Linked DNA regions of Danio rerio: all the other regions are linked to region 2. Evidence: chromatin contacts called from public Hi-C and HiChIP or PLAC-seq data. All regions are on one chromosome and are shown on one strand. Each heading gives the region's core, a stretch centred on a gene start, on an enhancer-like site or on the middle of the called end of the contact. The rest is flanking DNA. Distances are from core to core; before and after follow the strand shown. Region 1 holds the start of glsb (glutaminase b). Region 2 holds the start of mfsd6b (major facilitator superfamily domain containing 6b). Region 3 holds the start of ctdsp1 (CTD (carboxy-terminal domain, RNA polymerase II, polypeptide A) small phosphatase 1).

Region 1 (3,087 bases), core at 489-2,988, 160 kb before region 2:
ATAAAAAGGTACATAAACGTTGAACAACTCCTTCTTTATTACAATATGTATAAAATAAATATTACTGGAAAGGCAAAGTGATTTATTAATAATTTCCATATTAAAACAAGAATCATCATTTAAAACATATGTTTATAGAAACTCATGAACATTCATTAAGTTCAATAATACAAAACTGGCAAAATATAAACCTATAGGTATTGTAAACTAAACATTTAAGGCATTTTAAATAAATGTTTAGTAAGCATTTTTGACACTGTTAAGGTACAAATTGTCTTGTCGCTGTAGTGGTACCTTCATAGATCAGATTTGTCCCTTTGATGATGGTACAATATTGTAACTGCAGGTTTCAAAAGCCAAAGGGACATTTTGGTTTTCCATGGTTCAAATCATGTACTTTTAGGTTCAAACGGCAATGGTACAAATGTATTTCTTTGTCTTAAGGTACAATTCTGTCCCATAAAAAGGTACTGCCCCAGTGACAAGGGTTTGTACCTATTTTAATACAACATTGCACCATTTCTTCTAAGAGTGTAGAGTTTAGTAAAACAGTGTTATCCCATTTCAGCCCTACATTATTAAATGAAATGCGTTATCAGTGTTATCATATTAGAAACAAATCCATCTCTAAATATTTTTTAAAATCTTCTGAAGTCCTACCTGGATTAATCATGTGAATGTTTTGTGTAAATTTTAATTTGTGATGTTTTATGTGTCTAATTTTGTATCTGAAACTTTTTGTGCTGCCATTTTGGGGTGCATATCTGAATGGGAAATTCATGGTAAAATAAAAAGATAAATAAAAATAAATAAAAAGGGGGCGTATTCCATCAGTGTTAAACCAATGAAATGCTTATTCACAGTCCACACTAGAATACTATTGGCTTGTTTAGTATGTAATGACAGATCAGAAGTCACGCTTCAAAAAAAGAGGACACACTTTAAGTGAACGGAAAATACGAGTCAGTGCATGGAAGTCAGCTTCACTCACGAATAAAAATCCGTTCAAAAACATCACATATGACAGATCTAGCTTGTATGAATGCCCTTCACATTAATAGGGAGTGTCCCATTTCCAGAAACGTTGCATACTCGTTCAAAACCAAATAAAATCGGTATTATTATACTTTTATCAATCATGTTTAATAACAATATTACTACACATGTTCTCCATCCACTTGCTGTAAAAGTGTACACACAGCGCCACGTTGCCAGCCATTCATGCGTATTTTGGCGCGTGTGCTGCACACATGTAATAGACACCAGATCAGTAACGTTTATTTTCTCATGCGTCATGATCAACTGACAAAATAAATAAATAAAAATCCGTACTTATCTGCCGCCGCTTCCTGGACGGTCTCATCTTTCTTCGCTGTCTCAGTGGGTTCAATCGCTCCCTCGGTCTTTGTACATAGGAATCTTCTCCCAGCTAAAGGCTGAATGAAACACCTTCCATAATGGACAATGTTTAGTTTAGATATTCTGCCATTATTAGCAGCGCTGAAGCAGTACGCGTTAGGTAAAGTCTTTTTGTGCCTAATAATGTCCGACAACAAACGCTTAGGGCTGGTTTGAATCAACTCCTTCAGCACAATTGAAGCCCTAAACTGTAACATTTCAGTTCTATCGAGCTACTTCAGTTTTAATGTCTTTATTTTTAATAATACTAGAAGACAACTTGTAGTTCTGGAAGCCACGGCACTGTCAATTCCCACACTTTGCGCACCTACTGAGTCTGTGAGGATCTTTTTAATGACGAACGCCGAGCAAACGCACTCGTACACGCCCACCTAACGTCCTATTGGGCGGCGTGATAATATATGCAAGTATTCTCTCACGTCATTGGCTGAATTAAGCATGTTTCATTTTTGATGGCCATGCATCACATCCTGCAATGACTCACTTCGGCCAGCGTTGGGTTTGACTTTGTAGTGACGTTTATTTGAGAAAACTTGTGTGGATGATGCTTTAAGTACATTTATCTTTTTTTTCCCATATACATCATAAACATAACGTTATACTAGTTAGTACAATAACTAATTTTAACATAAGTCGTTTAAAGAGCAAAACAGTTGGTCAGAATAACAAATGTTTTATTTGTGGTGAAAAAATGCTTTGTTAATTGTCTAAAAATTACATATGTTTGTTACTTTATCTTATAAATAGTACTACGTTGCAGGAGTTATTGTAAAAAAATTACTTGAAATGTCATCAGTACTTTACACGTTTAAAAACATTGTCTTAAATAAAAAACTTAAATAAAAATAACAACATTTATAATATGCCCTTTTACTTTTAATTTGATATTTATTTTCATTGTATGACATCTATGATTTGTACAAGCCATTATGGATGATAACAAGACATCTCTGAATGGTTCAAGTCATTATTCTCTCATGTAAAACTTTTTCTCTTTTGGTATGTTTGAGATAGATAGACGGATGAACGGACGGACGGACGGACGGATGGACGGACGTAGACAGACAGACAGACAGACAGACAGACAGACAGACAGACAGACAGACAGGCAGGCAGGCAGACAGGCAGATAGATGCACAGAAGGAAGGAAGGAAGGAAGGAAGGAGGGAAGGATGGATAGATGGATGGATGGATGGATGGATGGATGGGTGGATGATAGATAGATAGACAGACAGACAGACAGACAGACAGACAGACAGACAGACAGACAGATAGATAGATAGATAGATAGATAGATAGATAGATAGATAGATAGATAGATAGATAGATAGATAGATAGATAGATAGATAGATAGATAGATAGATAGATAGATAGATAGATAGACAGATAGATAGAAAGCACTTGATGCAATAATCTGATGCCTGGAAATGTTAAAATAAGAAGGAACCAGGTGAGAAGCTTGCTGACAACAAAATAGGATTGAGGCATGTTTTAGAGAAAGCTGCTTATCTCTAGCGGCTGCAAAATAAAGAGCTCAGCTCTGCAGGAAGCTCAAGAAAACTCTGTGTGTTTAATATAAAGAGAAAATGAAGGCACTTTGAGCATTTCAGGTGTACATATGGGCTTGTGCAATCATTCAGTAACAGTTCAAGGAGTTAAGCAATCTC
Region 2 (3,516 bases), core at 500-2,999:
AGACTTCAAAACATTCACGTATAATTTATGTGGCAGCTGTTTAATGATCATTGAGATGAATGGAAACACTGTCTTAACGAAGAACAAAAAAAGAAAGATGGAAAATTTCGCCTTATCTTTTCTTGTTGACATCAAGTTTTCAGTTATTCATTTTCTTTTCGGCTTAGTCTCTTTATTAATCTGGGGTCACCACGGATGAATGAACCGCCGTCTTATCCAGCATATGTTTTACGCAGTGGATGCCCTTCCAGCTGCAACCCATCACTGAGAAACACCCATACACACATACACTACGGACAATTCAGCTTACCTAATTCACCTATAGCGCATGACTTTGGACTTGTGGGGGAAACCGGAGCACCCAGAGGAAGCTCATGCAAACACGGAGAACATGCAAACTCCACCTAGAAATGCCAACTGACCCAGCCGAGGCCCGAACCAGCAACTTTCTTGCCATGAGGCAATTGTTCTACCCACTGTGCCATCGTGACGCCCACGTCATGTTTTGTAAATCACAATTCTTGTTATTTACTTGTTCATGAAACCTGTCAGTTTCTAAGTAGTCTCATTTCAATGTTTTGGTAAAGTTGGTTTTATTTCCGCACATTCATTCAGTGACAACTTGTGACATGCTCTTTATATTGTTTACCATGGTACATTGAATAGTTGGTCTGAAATCACCCAAGTATGACTTGAAAACATCCTTAGCTCTATTTATTTGATCATGAACAATGTTGTACTTTGATAGTCATTTGCTGCTAATATGATTCCACTATTTAGGATTTCCAAAATAATAGTTATCTGAAATGATATTAATAAGGAGAAAGTCAGAAAATTTTAATTTAAAACCAACCTTACCTCAGTCATTTTAATAATGTTCAGGTTGCTTTTTTATACATTTTTATTCCATAACAAAGTAAATTAAATAATCGCTCAGTTTTTTTTTTTTTTTTTTTACATTAAACTATTTTGATACTGGTATTGGACACAAAACTGTTTTTAATTTTAAAAGAAGACAAAATGTACATTTCCTTTCCTTTTCTTTTAATTTCCTTTTTTCATTTTCAAACCAAAATGAATTTTTTTTTTCATATATTGTAGTTTGACCTCAAACTAGATTGATTTAGTAACTGCCCGTGAATAACCAAGCTCTGTCACTGTAACATAATATCAAGTATATTATAAGTAGAAATAATGTTGAATTTCAGGTTGTACGAGTATAAATTACATAGTTAAGAATGCAATTTTGGAGATTGTATTGAAGAATGAAGATTGCTGTAGGTGCAGTCAACATCCAAAACCACATATATCACAATAAACTTCTAAGGGTGTGTCCCTGGCTGAAACTAACACACACCCTAAATATACATTAACGTTGTATATTGCACGAAAATGTACATGCACACAAAAACTGCTGATTATTGGTCTTTGACGCATGGTGTGGCTTAACTTACCCGGTTGTTGTGTGGAAGTTTTTGTTATTTCAGTGTCTGGCGTTGAAGGAGGACGATCCCTTCAACAGACTGCTCTCCTCTTCCAACCATCATTTTATCACCATCCTGGTTCCTGTTCACTTTCTGTGAATAATCACAAAACATCGAAGTATTCCCGTAGAGAAGAAGCGGCTTTATTGAACAGCCGTATTTCATCCGACCTGACGTCAGTCTCACACCTGCCTGCGATGTGCGCAGCAGCAGTGTCTGAGAGTGTGTGTGCTGCTCGAGGGACTGCCTTCATTTCTACTGATGTCACCAAACTGTGACACCCTATTTTATTTGTCACTTGCGGAAATTCTGTTTTTTTTTTTTTTTTTTTTTTTCCTGTACAGACTGTCTTGTTTAAGAGTCAGATCAGATGTTGATAATCTTGACTTTTAAAACAACGTTATGATATAATATAGGGCACTATATGAGCTTCTGAGTAGAGCAGTTTAATTATTGCTGGATTATATATGCATTTTAATATTTTATTCCATTTGTGGGCTTCTTAGTACTAATTTGTTGTTGTTATTATTCAGCAAATCCATTAATTTATTTAGACTAACGCTAGAGATTGTGATAAAACAGCGACATCTACCGGCGCACAATAAAGCTGATGGACTAATCAGAGAGTTTACATCGTCCTATATAATATTATTCATTCATTCATTTTCTTTTTGGCTTAGTCTCTTTATTAATCTGGGGTCACCACAGCGGAATGAACTACCAAATTATCCTGAATATGTTTTACGCAGCGGATGCCCTTTTAGCTGCAACCCATCACTGGGAAACATCCATACACTCTCATTCACACACATAATACGGACAATTTAGCCTACCCAATTCACCTATTGGGTGTCTTTGGACCAAGTCTTTGCACTTGTGAGGGAAAACGGAGCACCCGGAGGAGCCGAGGCTCGAACTAGCGACCTTCTTGTGAGGCGAACGTGCTACCCACTGCGCCTATATTATATTATATTATATTATATTATATTATATTATATTATATTATATTATATTATATTATATTATATTATATTATATTATATTATATTATGTTACATTACATTATATTACTATTTATATTACAAAGTCTTATTATAAACTTAAACAAAAATAAAAAAGTGAGCTGACTCAAAAACAATGAGGTTTTTACATTGATGATTATGTATCATTGAAATAAATACAACACATAGTGATTAACAGCAGCATTTAACAAACTTTTCCACTAAAATTATTCATGGTGCATCTGATAAAGTGAACCGAAGCAACCGATTCACACAGGATTTGAAGTCTTTTTTTTTTTTTTTTTTGCTCAACACAATAAAACTAAACTGTATATTATAAAGTAATATACAAAAATATATGCCAGAGTGTACATAAAAACATTCAGTAATTAAAATTCTTATATATTTTTAAGAATATTATAAGTCTTTTTTGTGTTTTTATTAACAATGTTCTCCAAACTTGTGCAGTAGCCCTTAGTCTCTTGAAGAAATTGAACAAAATTTGGCTTTGATCCAGTCCATTTTTTATGTATATGAAACTTTCCCATAGTAATAAAAAGTTGTTCTAGAAAGGTCATTTTTTTATACGTATTGACATAATAAATGCAAATATCAAAATTATGTAACTTGAATATGATACTTGTTTTGAAAATTGAAAATGTTCCACATCCACCCAGAAAATCCTTGTGTATATACAATCACAAAACATATGGACATCAGATTCCTTTTCCATTTAACAAAAATCACAGGAATAATCAATATTCAAATTAAATCTCTCTAAAAACCTCTTTAGCTGGATAAATACAATGTTAAATTATAGATTGAACTTCTTTTACTCTGTTATTTATGTAATATATTTCATAAGAACATCAAGCTTTTTTTCAATTTATATTTATGAATACATTGGTCCATTTTAAATGATTATATATAACTGTATCACGTGTTTATATTATTAGTTTATATTTATTAGTATAGCATTTACTGTTTAATAATATCAATATTTCCTAAAATGTTTTCTTTAACATATTGTC
Region 3 (3,147 bases), core at 77-2,576, 180 kb after region 2:
GTTTATTTAATGTAAATATATTTATAACGTAAAGATACATCGTTACCATGTTCTTATTGAATGAATAATTGTTTATATTCTTAAAATGCAGTTTAAAATGCATTTTAAATCTATGATGTGTGTTTTACCATGTTAAATATTTACGTTCCACATAGCCTGTAGTTACAGTATTGCAGGACCCCTAGGCTACAATATGCACAGCTTAGAAGTATTATAAATATATGTAGTAATTATAATTAATAATTAATGCAATATGCAAATTTATAAATGCATGCGGTCAACCCAATGGTTGAGTTAAATATTGGGTGCTTTGTTGGATTATTTAATAATAACTCAACAAGTTGCCTAAAATATTTGGTGCTTTGTTGGGTTATTTTAACCTTTATTAGATTATTTATTTATTAATTCAACCAGTAGGGTTGAAATTTTTCAATTTCACCAATTAACTGACACAGAAGAGGTGTATTATTTTGAGTACGTAATGTTGTTTTTGCATTATAACGTATATTTAAGCTCTACTGCAAATAATGTTGTTGTTGTTGTTGTTATCAAATTACCTCTCCATGTTGTATGTTTTTTTACCAGCACTCTTAATTGTTGATAATACAAACACGCACTTCCGATTTATATTAAATGGATAAAAAGGTTTAAGTGTCTGGAACTTAAAATGTAAGGGAGATAAAGCCTTTTTAATATTTTTGTATGTTATTTATTTACACAGCCATATTTATACAATTATAGTAATAGTAATACCAGAATATTTTTTTTTAAAATCAAAACAACCCAATGCATTGGGTTAAATTTTATAACCCAATGCACTGTGGGAAAATAACCCATAGTTGAGAAGGTGCTATAATAACCTATATGGGATATGGGTTATATGTTGGGGCATTTTTAACCCAAGTAGGCTATATTTAATAAGATGTGGTATAGGTGAATTGTGTAAGCTAAATTGTCTGTGGTGTTTGAGTGTGTGTGAATAGGTGTGTATAGGTGTTTCCCAGTCATGGGTTGCAACTGGAAGGGCATCCGCTTTGTAAAATGCTGGATAAGTTGGTTCATTCTGCTGTGGCGACCCCTGATGAATAAAGGGACTTAACCGAAAAGAAAACGAATGAATGATGAACGTTTGTGGGGGTCAATAAAATATTGGAGGAACTTCTATAAGTGTTGTTTTAGTGGAACAGGTATGCAACTCGCTGATATATTGCTTCGGAATCGTGACATATTTCACATTCATAAACTTTGGACCTTCAAAAAGATGCTTAGTTGGTTCTTGCTGGAGTGTCGTTGCCCCTTTAAGAGGAAGGGCGCCTTGAAACCACCGAGTTCCATGTTTGTATGTTGAAATTGAGAGCAGAGCCGAACTCCATGTTGTGAAAAGTTATCATCAAGGAACTAAACTTTTTATCATTATTTTTATTCCGTTTTCTTTTTGTCGTCTAACTTATAACAGCACAGACATCGCAACCTGCCTCGAACGGTTTTCATTATGACTTCTTTTAAGCGGTAAAAGTCTTGTGGATTTCTGGGGGCATTTGCAGGGAGTTTTCTTCATCTTTTTTTTCAATTCAATCGTAGCCAGCGGAAAGATTTTAATACGGAAAACCTTTTTAAGTGTCGATTGTACTGGCTTTACGGATCTCATGGACCACCCGTCCTCCTCGATCATCACACAAGTGAACAGAGATGAAGAAGCGACTGCTCCTTTGCGCGACAGAGGTGAGTTGAGAGAAAGTTTGCAGTCGGCGCATGTCAAAAACTCCTTTGAAGAATGTTTGGCGCGCGCGGCGGCCGCTTGATACAAAGTTCCATCCTCAAAGTGTCATCTTGCTTCGAGTGTAACTAAAACTTCAATCGCACATTTCCGCACATCAAAACACTACAGAAACATGCCAGATCCACTTCTCGAAAGTGGATGACAGTTGATGCACTTTTAATTCAGGTCACTGTTATAATAATAATACAATGCGCATTCATCAAAGACGGCTAGCTTAATATGTACACCGTTAACTGGAGTTTTATTAAAATAAAGACTTTTATTTATTTATTTATTTTTATGTAAGTGAAGGCTTTAAGAATAAGGGGGCGTGTCCATGATGACATGTGACGTATGAGGGAAGGCTGTAACCCTTGTTTACTTCGTAGTGTGTGCTGTAGTGCAGAAGCCAACCTGTCTTGAGTCATCTTCATGCTTTTGTGTGTGTGCACTGAACTTACAATAAACGACTCTTCGGGCGGCAGGTTATCATGAGACAAGATTGCATAGAATAGGGATTGTTTGTTAATAGCAGACTCCTAGCTTTGCTTGTCTTATATCTCTTGATGTTCAGATTAAGTCTTTTTTTTATATGGTGTTAATTCAAGAATGTCAGTGAATATATTTTTGTGGTGTTTATTGTACTGAAATAGTTTAGTGTTTGTCGCTGTGCAGTGTTGTGAATTGTTTTAATGTACTAAGCTTGTGTGGTTTGGTTGTGCAGGTGAATGTGCAAAAGACCTATAAGATGGAAATACTTTGTTAGTTGAAAGGCCATGTTTTTTGCATTTCAAGCTATCCTTTACCCAAAAATAGCATGCATCTGGAAAGTATTCATAGCTTCACTTTTTCCACATTTTTTATGTTACAGCCTTATTCCAAAAGGGATTAAATTAATTTATTTCCTCATAATTCTACACACAATACCCCATAATGACAACGTGAAAAGATTTTTTGATATTGTTGCCAATTTATTACAAACAAAAAAGCTGAAAAATCACATCCCATATTCACAGCCTTTGCCGTGAAGCTCTAAATTGAGCTCGGGTACATTCTGTTTCCACTGATCATTCTTGAGATGTTTCAGCAGCTTCATTGGTATTCACCTGTGGTACATTCAGTTGATTAGACATGATTTGAAAAGGCATACACCTGTCTACATAAGGTCCCAGGGTTGACAGTGCATGTCAAAGCACAAACCGAGCATGAAGACAAAGGAATTGTCTGTAGAAGTCTGAAACAGAATCGTCTTGAGGCACAAGGCTTGGGAAGGTTACAGAAAAATGTTTGCTGCTCGGAAAGTTCCAATGAGCACAGTGGCCTCCATCATCCCTAAGTAAAAGATGTTTGAAACCACCAGGACTCTTCTTAGAGCTGGCCAACCATCT

The links. A called contact is a pair of places that touch in the nucleus more often than the background predicts. HiChIP or PLAC-seq counts read pairs in DNA pulled down with a chosen protein or histone mark.
Region 1: a contact with region 2 is called in a Hi-C map of hematopoietic stem cells, with 4 times the contacts expected there. The contact joins the promoter of glsb here to the promoter of mfsd6b in region 2. A contact is called at or near these places in 1 of 18 Hi-C or Micro-C datasets (hematopoietic stem cells) and 1 of 4 datasets of contacts at active chromatin or transcription factors (caudal fin).
Region 3: a contact with region 2 is called in an H3K4me3 HiChIP or PLAC-seq map of embryo, with 4 times the contacts expected there. The contact joins the promoter of ctdsp1 here to the promoter of mfsd6b in region 2.

Annotation. Positions count from the first base shown.
Region 1 is chr9:43,078,879-43,081,965 of GRCz12tu, forward strand. glsb (glutaminase b) reads right to left here and starts at 1,739. Exons shown (of 18, transcript XM_688079.11): 1 at 1,333-1,739. The coding sequence starts at 1,616.
Region 2 is chr9:43,235,379-43,238,894 of GRCz12tu, forward strand. It overlaps mfsd6b (major facilitator superfamily domain containing 6b), which reads right to left and starts at 1,750. Exons shown (of 7, transcript NM_001328216.1): 1 at 1,455-1,750.
Region 3 is chr9:43,418,576-43,421,722 of GRCz12tu, forward strand. ctdsp1 (CTD (carboxy-terminal domain, RNA polymerase II, polypeptide A) small phosphatase 1) reads left to right here and starts at 1,327. Exons shown (of 7, transcript XM_021479012.3): 1 at 1,327-1,722.